Linked DNA regions of Anser cygnoides: region 1 is linked to region 2. Evidence: chromatin contacts called from public Hi-C data. All regions are on one chromosome and are shown on one strand. The core of a region is the stretch at or near the end of the contact, and the rest is flanking DNA. Distances in the headings are between cores, read along the strand shown.

Region 1 (5,319 bases), core at 445-2,944, 230 kb before region 2:
CTTGTCACTAGAACAGACTTTGGAAGGTAGAAGGGTTAAGACAGAAATATTAGGTCACAGACAATAATCTACAAAAAAAGCCACGGAAACAAAGTCATGCATCTCAATCTCTTGTTCTTTAATTATTTCCTATATTGCTAATAAAAGGAATCCCAAGCAGTCCTTTATGGGATGAGTGTGTGTGTGCAAGGATGCAGAACCCATCAAGTGCTTCCTTCATTCCTGATCTACAGATTTCTCTTACACCGACACGAGCAGGGCATTGACTGGCAAAGGGGATACAGTACCCCCTGTCCCCTTGAGGAAGGACAAAATGCAGGTGACAAATGTTGGAAGCATTTCTTTCACAGTGGCTTCCTCCCTTCTGTTCTTCCGTTATGGTTCTGCAGATAGAATAAAAACATGTTACTTTTCAGATATACTGTACCAAGCTCCAGTCCATACAACCCCAGACCACGCGAGGTGGGGGGTCTACAAAAAGTGGCTTTCTAACAGCCACTGCGATCTTCACAACCTTTTAACTCTTTGATTTTAGCTGCACAGTGCACACACAGCTATAAAACAACGCTGATGAAGTCTATAAAGAAATACAAACTAAAATCTTTACACAAGGCCAGGCCAAATGGGATAATATCAAACAGAAGAAAGTGTGGCGTGCTGTAGATAAAGGTGAATTATTCCACTCTTCCTTCGTCTGAATGGTCAAACTACTCCAGAGATCAGCACCCACATGACAGTTTGATCTAATGAGTTCTGGAATTCTCAAGCTTTTTTCACTTCTCTATCAGAATTTCACACAATACGTGATTGTTATTTAAAAGTCACGGGTTAGCAGACTTCCAAGCAGGTGACCATTAACAACACTTCAGCAGCAATGTTTCTCTTTTATGCCTGCAGTATAGACCACATAATCCCTCACCGACTAGTTTACTTCTGATTCAAATGTCAAGATCTAAAGCACGATTGGTTTATCTCCAAAGAACGTGTGTTGTGGGGATTTCTCATTCAGATACCAATCTGGCCTACCCCAGTACCAAAGAACTGAGAAGTTCAGAGCCAGAGGCAATACAGCTGCACCAGTCCCTGCTTTTATCCACAGCTGCATCTTTCAGAACTGCTTCAGAAACACGCATTTCCTCGTCCGAGCCTCTCCCTGCACCGAGCCAAGCAGGAAGCACAGCTGATTAGACCGCCGGTGCCATTAATGACATACCCTTTAATCATCGTCGTCGTCGTCCTCCGGCACAAAGATATCGTGCTCCTCGAGCAGCGCCGCGAAGTTCTTGCTGATCTGCGTGCCGACGTAGAGGAAGGGGATCACGACGCTGAATACCCGGAGGAGGCCGAAGGGGGTCTGCGAGGGTTCAACCGTGACAGGAACCGTGACAGGAACCGAGACAGGACCGCCGTTACCGGCCCGCTCCGCGCCCGCCGCCGCCCCCCGTGCCGCCCCCCCCCCCCCCCCCCCCCCGCCTCACCTTAACGGGCTTGGGCAAGATGGCGCCGCTGCGGGTGACGGTGGCGCCGCGGGACGGCACCAGCAGCCCGGCCCAGCCCGCCCGCCCCGAGCGGGCCGCGGCCGCCGCCAGGAGCCGCCCGCCCGCCGCCGCCATCGTCCCTCCTGCCCCGCTCCGGGCTGCGCCCGCGGCTCTCGCGAGGCTGCGGGGCCGCCGGGGAGCGGCGCATGCGGGAGGGCGGCGGCCCGGCCCCGCTCCCCGCCCCGGGGCCCGTCCCACAGCGGCCGGGACGAGGGCGGGCCCGGCCCCGGTGAGGCCCGGCCCCGTCAGGGGTCCGCGGCTGGGGCGGCGCCAGGCGGCTTACAAACAAACGCGAAGTGGTTTATTCAGCTGGCCGGCGTAAAATACAAGTGGTTACAGTGTTGAAATGCATAATACACACAAGTTCTGCATGTAAAAATAATAAAAAAAAAATAAAAAAGGCGCATGCAAACTCGCCTCCGAAAAAGAACACGTTATATACTCGAAATATAAGCACTTCAAAGGACAGGAGTGTTTCCGCAAATTGCTTGTAGTGTCGTTACTTGTGCAGGTCCTACAGTACGCTGGGTGCAAAGTTGCCACTGAAACTGGAGCTTCGCGCAGATCCCAGCGTGTTTCAGCGGGGTTTGTTCCTCAAGTTTCTCCGTGAAGGCAGTGAGGGCTGAGCTCAGGGGCTGACCAAGCCCTAAACTATGAATGCGGTAACTTGTAATGGAAAGCGTTTGTCCGTTCTTAGTCACGAATGTCCCAAATGGCAAGCGGCGGCCAGTGGTGGACGCTTCAGGTTACTCATCGCTAGGACCTGGATTCAGATCAAGTGGAAAACATCACAACAGGCGTTTCATAAAAAGATAAATGTGCGTAAATAAAACAATATATTACGGGCCTGAATGTGGAATCCCATCCACAGAAAAGTATAAGGATTTCATCAGCTGTTTTAACAGGTTTGGGTTCCCTTCCTGGCAAAGCTTACAAAAACTGACACAATTTCCCTCACTTCCTTCAGTCTTCAAATTATTTTAAATTCAAGCATTCAGATACATGCATTTTTCTCTCATCACTTTTGCATTATTATTCCAAGGAAAATTCTTAAATGTTGCCTTCGGTACTTTAAGAAAAGTAGCCATTTAGCTTTAAAACATTCAGTCCCCCTTTGCTAAGGATCCTGTTTTGCACTGGTCAGACACTTTCTATTTTTAAAAAATAATAAGGAAGGAAGGTAGAAAGTGAAGCAGCCCAGACCTGAAAGACTGGAGAAAAAAAGCGTGTGGCAATCAGTCGCATTTTGCCGCAGGGGACAATGTGCTAGCGAGAGCAGCGAAAACTCGCTCCTTTTCCTGTAATGATCTCTGCCTGCAGACACAGAGCGCGCACGGTCCATTAGCCACGTAAGTGTGCAATCTCAGGAAGCAGAAATCCCGACCTTCTGCCTGGGGGCTGCTTCGAAGGCACAGCCAGCACAGCTGATCCCCAGATGAGCTGGTTTGATGTCTCAGAGCGCCTAGGTGTTTTCCTGCCTAATGAAGCGAGTGGCGGTGGGCAGCCAAAAAATCTGCAGACGCATACAAATTTGAGGATGGCTCCGATTATGGCTCTTTTTTAGTCATGAAAAGGGCAGGCCCTGCTATGTAATGGGCTGGACAGGGATTGAGAGGAAGCCCTGACCATGTGCATCAAAAGTCACACAGCACTTTCAAGTAAGTCCTAACCAATGCCCATGCATAGACTGTTGGGCCAAGCACAAATATTTTGTAAGATTCTGCCATTTTCTTCTCAGTGCTGCAGAAAACCCCATAAAATTACTTAAAATGCAGTTGGACATAAAGGAGAGCACAGTTCCTCATTTGCAGGATTTAGGATTTAGTTGGAGTATGTACTAATGCAAAGCCAGGTAGCACGGAAATTGTGTGATTTGAATGGGACATATTAAAGCATTAAATATAAGCTCTTTAGTAGCGTTACCAGCACAATCCTGGCTTATTTAAACAAACTAAGCTTCTTAAAAGTGAAACTGCTCTTAAATGAATGATACTGTTTCAGGTCCAATTCTGACAGGACAGGCTTTGTTAATTTATTTTCTCTTTTAAGTCGCTCCTGATTCTTGGGTCTCATGTAGGAACTCCCATCACATTTTGATTTACTTTGGAAGTTAAATCTTTACCGTCAAACTTCCTTATGTAAGTCTGAGACATCACGAATATTCTCTCTGTATTGGTGGGGGGATAGGAAGAGAGAGAGGGGGAAAAAGAGCGCTCACCAAATCTGATCCTGGCCCCAAAATACCCCCACTCAGAAAGCGGAGGCACCAGGTAATGCCAGCCTCTGATGCTGCTGCCACACACATGGGATTCAGGAGTCACAAACATTCCTGATGGACACAGACCTACTCCTGGCCCTTCTGCTCCTCCTTTCTCCTTACTGCTTTCACTTAAAAAGTAAAACAACAAATTCCTACCAACCTTGAAGTTCTCTACTATGAAGAAATACAGACGTGAACGAGAGGGGGTTGGATTGCACCATTCGTATGTGAAGGTCACACTCCCACTGTCCAAAGCCAGATCTAAGATCTCATTTATGCTAATATCCCGGCGCACCATAACTAGGCAGAAAGCTTGTCACCCAAAACTACCAAAGATACATTTTCAAAGGCACTGAAAGTTAACGTAAGCCATTTGATTTCTGCCTCTGACAATCTCTACTGGCTACTGCAAAGTATTAGGCTGAGTGCATTCAGCTCCAGAAAGGTGAATGGGTACCCACCAGTTGTAACAGACTAACACGCTGTTTTCCTAGCAAGACTCCTGTGGAACAGGGCAATAAAAACAGGTGTAACACTTTCAGAGAACATGGGAAAGGCAAGATAGTTTCATATATTCTTCTCCTTTGAAAAACAGCCCTGGCCAAGAGGACAAGTGAGGAGATTTATAAACACCCTCTCCAGGGTGTCCTAGTCCTTGGACTGCTAGACTCAGCACCATGTACTGTCTGCCTTTTGGTTAAGGTTTCTGACCTAGTGGATAATGACATGGGACGTGCTCCTGCGATCAGCCCTGTGAAGCTGACACAAAACTGGCGGGAAGCCCCAGTAGGTCAGGGTCTGGCTTTGGTAGGATATGGCTTTTACACTAGCAAGGCATGTCCAAACGCTGCTGACACACAGGGCCAGGGAGTGACCGGTAACTCACTCCTGCGCCTCTGGGCCTCCTGCAGCCAGCCCCTGTCCTTGACCCCACTCCTCCAGAGCCTGCTGATGTCCTTCCTATTCTCCAGCTACATGGCTCTGCCCAGCTCCCCGGAGCACCTGCCAGAGGCACAACATCAAAAAAGGCCTTGCACAAGCGTAGCTCTGGACTCTGTCTCCAGCATCTGACTAGCAAGCAGTCAGAGCCCTATATGGCACTTTCTACAGTCGGTGCAGAGGCTGATAAATTGACCCCTGGGAAGACAAACAGCCTGTAGCATTCCTGTTTTGTAACAGGGAAGACTTGACCCAGAGAAACAAATAGGCTTGACTACCACTAGGTAGTCAGAGTCCAACTCAGACACGAGAGCTCCTGATCCTCGCTGTTGCTTCAGATCAAGCTCCGTGTTTCCTTCTGCTGTCCCCATAAGCCTCGATGACGAGACTGGGTGCCCCAGGAAGCAGATACAAGCTTGTGAAACGCACACCAGAGGACACCCTGAGGGACATAGAAGGGAGGAGCTGCTGGGGCAGATGAAAACTTAAAAAAACAACAATGATGTTTGTGAATACAGCTCTGCTGTGGCTTGGTACACAGCCCCACTCCCCACCCTGCTGGGGAAGCTGCTCATCAGGGTC
Region 2 (5,123 bases), core at 975-3,474:
GGCCTCTGTTGCCAGTACTAACAAGGCATCGCTGCCTTTTGAAATCGGGTTGTTCCCTGTTCCATGCCTCTTCAGACCAAAGACCAGCTACGGCGTCACAACTTCCAACTGAGCTCAGCAAATAACTGTCGTAACACACCTCCAGCCCATTGAATCACCTAGACCTTGTCTCGACAAAGCCCTTGAGCCTGAAGCACTGCCTTTAATAAAAAAAAAAATAAAAAATGAGGTAAGCAAGTGCCCCGAGTCCACCTCAAGCTTTCCCTGGGGGAGCTGCACAGATGAAATCCTGCTTCAGAACCCCTGTCTGCGCAGGAGCTGTTGTTTTCTCATTACGGGGATCAGCTGGAGTTGTCAATTTGCCTATGTCGATAGCAGGGGAACAAAAAAAAATCCATTTCCTTGAGGTTGTCGTGTGACTTGAATGTAAAGAGGACTCGGGATCCGGCGCAGTTAATTATGCCCGGCTCTAACCTGCCTGCCCGGACTGGCTCTGCCCTGGCGGCTTGGCGATTCCTGCCCTGTCCGTGTGCGTGTGACTGGGGAGCTTTGCCTTGACGTAACAGCCAAATGGCCGAGAATGCGGGAGCGGATACGGTGACAGGATTCCTCCGGTGACAGGATTCCTCCGGTGACAGGATTCCTCCGCGTGCGTGCGTACCGGCGAGCAGATAATTAAAGGAGCGCGGTCAAGGCGCAGGTATTTTAAAGAGCCCTAACGTGTAACGCCCTCTTAGTAACGCCTTATTAAAACAACAATAGCATTTTAGCAATGTAATTGCCTTTTTTTTTTTTTCTTAATGGTGCTAAAAATAGCGCCGTCATTTTAATTTCCTGACAGCAGGATTTGGTTTCCAGCCAAGCAAGGGAGCATTAGAAAAAATGTGTTCTTTTGTAGCTAAATTCCCTTTAAACCAGAAGCCATGAAAATAAGGCTGCTCGTAATAGTTCTTACAAATCTTCCCCTTCTCTCCCTTCCCCTACAGAAGAAAAATGTTCCAAAGTTGTTTTGCTTTTTTTTTTTTATCGGTGAGAAAATGAGCGACGGTGGCTGCTGTTGCAGTGTCTGGAGAGGACGGTATTGACAGATTTCTTAACAGATTTCTTAATGTGTGGCGTTGACTGGCTTCAAAAATCCTCTTTGGTGGCAAATTACCTAAAATCCCAAAGGCAGTACCTAAAGTCCCTCAGGTAAAGGGGTCCTGGGCAAGGGAGGAGAGGCAAAACCCAGAAAGATGCTGAAGGTCTTGGTGGACGTAGGGCAAGAGAGGAGCTTGATGTTTAGCGTAACTGGATATTTTAGTGTTTGGGGGACAGATGCTATGGAGAATTATTTAACCAGGGGGACAGGGAGTGGCTTTGGAGGCACTCGTGCTCATCCCTTCTGAAAACGGGTGTAAATTCAACGTTTGCACGTCAGCCCGTGTGCCGAGAAGATCCAATTACAAGATTAAACCCGACTCCGGGATGAGATTTTCCTGGGGAACTCAGAACCAAAGAAAACGGGGGACGATTTCACGGGCTCCGCTCAGGGCCGGCCGAGCCGCTCCGTGACAGGGACCGCGACGGGGCGGTGGCAGCCGCCCGCGCTCCTCACACCGCCTGCGGCCGGGCCTCGCCGCCCGGCAACTACAACTCCCGGCGGCCCCCGCGCCGCGCGCACACCCCCAGCGGCTCATTGGCTGAGGCGGCGCACCAATCCGGAGGCGCCGCCGGGCCGGGCCGGCCAATGGGGATGCTGTTGCTAACACGCCGCAGTTATTTTTAGCACGGGGGCCGCTCGCGCACCTTGCGGGCCCTTCGCCGCCTCCGCCGCGGCCGGGCCGGCCCTACGCTGGGGGCGGAGGCGCACGGCTGTGAGGTGGCTAAATAGTCCGCGGAGCCGGGGTGGGGGGGTGGAGGCGCGGGGGCGGCTCCAGCGGCTCGGCCTCGTCCCCTCAGGGGACGGTGGTGATCCCTGAGGGGGCTCCGGGCAGGGCAGGGGCCGGGCTAAGCCGCGGGTCAATCCTCCCCCCCTCCCCCCGCTGCCGCTTGAGCCACGCTCAGTCCCCTCCTGGAAGAAATAACAAATAAATAAATAAATAGATAGATAGATATATAAATAAATAAAGTGGTGGAGGAAGGGAAAAAAGACAGACACGGAGCGCCCCCCCCCAGCCCCGTGAGGCGCGGAGGGGCGGAGGCAGCGGGAAGTAGTCCCGGCCCGCCCCCCGGGGCCGCATCACGCGGGGCGCAGCGCGGATCCGTGCGCGGGGTTGCTAAGGGTGAAAGTTTGCCGTGAGTTGGCTCACTTGGGGCCAGGGCGCGGGCGGCTCCGGGCCGAGGCGAGGCCAGGCCGGCGGCGGCGCAGGGCAGCGGTACCCGCACCTCACCTCCCGGCCGTCCCCCGGCACCCCTCCGGGCCGCAGCCCCGCGGAGGAAGGACCCCGCCCCGCGGAGGGAGCCGCAGGACAGCGCCGGGCAGGGAGAAGGCGAGGGACGGGGCAGGGACCCGCACGCAGCGCCCGGGCTCCCCCCCAGCAGCGCCCGGAGCCGAGGACGAAGTAAGTGGGGGCTGGGGGGGCCCCTTTGTGGGCTGCGCTGGGGGCTGCTCCCCTCACCCCCGGGCGGCCAGCGGGGCTTGGGGGGGGGGGGGGTGAAAGTCACCAGTGTCGGGGCTCCCCCCGTCCCTACACCCCCTTATGCCCATCCCCGCTGTAACAAAGGCGCCTTAACGGGGGGGGGGGGCAGCCCTGCTGCGGGGCTCTGCAGCTGCTGGGGGGCAAACAGCGGCTGCCCCCCGTCCTTGGGCCGTGCCCGGCCGGGGGCTCCGGGCCCTGGCGGAGGGGAAGAAGGAGGAGGAGGAGGAGGAGGGAGGGGAGAGGGGGGCGGCGGCTGCCCGGCGGCCCCCGGCGCCGCGCTGCGGGGCGGGTGCGGGCGGGGCGCATGTGCCGTGGAAAATTTTGCGCCCTGCCCCGCCGAGGCAGAGCCGGGGCGGCGGGCCGGGCCCCCCGCGCGGGGCACGCCGGGAGCCGTAGTTCGGAGGGGAAGTAGGTCACGGGGAGCGGGGCGGGGCGGGGGGTGCGCGCGGACTACAAGTCCCAGCGTGCCTCGCGGCCGGTGGGAGGCGCCGCGGCTGGGTCACCGCTAATGGCCGCCGGGTGTCCCCCCTGAGGGGGCGGGCGGGCAGGGGGGCACGGCGGGTGTCATTAGGCCGATTAACCCCTTCTCGTCACGCTTAACTTACAGAGTGTGCCTCTTTTAGACAGGGGGAGGACTCCTTGACAAAAGGAGAAGGAGAGGAGGCAGCGAGCTGTAGTTGTCTCCTTGCTGCCTTGTGCAGAAGGTCGATGAGGATGGGGACCCTCAAAGTGCACTGAGGCGTTTGTGTTGCTATTAGGGTGGTGACAAACACGGCTTCGTGCCATTCTCAGCCTGCAAATTCTCATTTCTTACTAAATTTGGGGTCAGGATTAGGATTTACCACACAAGATGAGCAAACTGGCTGTTCCCTTCCCTCATAATTTGCTGGGATCCCAAGCTGTCTGCTCCCCCAGGTGCCTCAAAGCCAAAGGTCCAGCGTGGTATCACACAACCCCCCCTTGAGGTAGCACAGGCCTTACAAGTGCTCTTTAACACTTACAGAGGGGCTCTTCGGGGTTTTGCCTGATGTCGTTTTCTGCAGAAAGGGCTTTGTCTCGGCACTGACACTCCTCCCTTCTGAAAATGGCACCTCCTTGCTGGGCCCTGCAAAAACTCGTTGCTTGTTTCTTCTTCGGTGTTCATCCATTCTTGGTCAGGCCCCAGCGCCCTAACACAACTTGTTACACCTCAGGAGTTCCTTAAAGCAGGTGTTAAAGGCAAGACTTCACTCCCACTTTTCCATCCTCTTGTTCGTGTGTTTTTTCTTGTTGCTGGGTTAAACGTGAGGGGGATTCCATCCAGAACTGACCTTGTTGGCAGACTCGAGGTGTCGGATCTGCTTTTGGTTGCTGTAGTCCTTAAACTAAGCCTCCTTGGACTTGGATTAGTACTGAAAAAAACACACCGTAGAATCCACGCCCTGTTTTTTTAGTAACAAAGCCTAAAAATACTTGAGGGTTTCCTTAAAGTTTGCTTATTTAATTCTTTTCGTCCACTAACCCAGACCAAGCAAACGAGTCTGGTCAGTCCTTCCGCCTCCTGACCGAGGCTGGCCTGGGTACGTGGCCGTGCTGCCGGGGTTCCCGGTCTCTCAGGGGACTGCTGACATCCGATGTTTGTGCTCCGTCCCCACCCCCAAATAATTGGCACACGACGTAAACACAGCCGAGCGCTGCGTGAGAGCATCCCCGAAGCCCATTTTAGGAAGACAGTTGAACGCGGTGTGTCTGTTTGAGCAAGGTGAGGGCAGCTGAAGGCTGAGCAGCCTCTGACTAAGCCGCCAATTAAAAACTGGATGTTCTGCTCGCCCGTGGAGAGGCGTGTAGGCTGCTGGAAGCGTGCTTCCTCGTAAAATAGCTGTGGGATTCGTTTGCTTCGGTGCTTTGGATGGGTGGTGGAGCGAGGTGCTGACCTACCTGGGGGGTTCGTGCCCAGGCAAACGCTCCCAAATCCGCGTGTAATGGGAGAGCTGAGTGTTGTGGCTTCACGCCGGGCTTCTGTGGGTTCTCCCAATTCCAGGGACTTCCTCGGGAGGGAGGGAAGAAAGGAAGGCTTCAGTCATCAGCAAGCAATTTTGGGTTTTATTAAGCAGGTACCTGGCCCTGGCACAGCTCGGCCTCCTGCTCGGGGATAAGGGATGTGAACTGTGGACAGGCTGTCGGCACCTACGTGTCTCATGGCCCTGCCCCCATCCAAATTAAGCTGGGATTTTAGGCTCGTAGGTAGGCAGAGCCTCAACCCGGTACACTTAATAAGATACCGATGCGCTTGCCAGTCAAGGGGTAGTAAACACGGCCTGGCAGCTGGCGCCTCAGCACCCTCCCTTGCTCCTTAGCCTCCCCTCCGCGCCTGTGCCAGCAGGACGCAGAGCTCCGCGTGGCCGCCCGGCCTCCCCGAGGAGGGGCTGGCCCCGCTGTCCCGGTGCCGAGCGAGTCACGAGGCTTTTCGGGTGGTGCTCGTGCGCGCCGGCCGGGCGGGCGCAGGTGAGCCCTGCTGGAAGC

What was found. A called contact is a pair of places that touch in the nucleus more often than the background predicts.
Region 1: a Hi-C map of liver shows a contact between it and region 2, with 4 times the contacts expected there. The contact joins the promoter of SMDT1 here to the promoter of TOB2 in region 2. A contact is called at or near these places in 2 of 7 Hi-C or Micro-C datasets (both in liver).

The regions. Positions count from the first base shown.
Region 1 is chr1:44,179,439-44,184,757 of Taihu_goose_T2T_genome, reverse strand. It overlaps SMDT1 (single-pass membrane protein with aspartate rich tail 1), which reads right to left and starts at 1,694. Exons shown (of 3, transcript XM_066990201.1): 1 at 1,479-1,694; 2 at 1,214-1,354. The coding sequence starts at 1,613. The coding sequence ends at 1,217. It overlaps PHETA2 (PH domain containing endocytic trafficking adaptor 2), which reads right to left. Exons shown (of 2, transcript XM_066990192.1): 2 at 1,818-5,319.
Region 2 is chr1:43,951,880-43,957,002 of Taihu_goose_T2T_genome, reverse strand. It overlaps TOB2 (transducer of ERBB2, 2), which reads left to right and starts at 2,224. Exons shown (of 2, transcript XM_048078792.2): 1 at 2,224-2,543.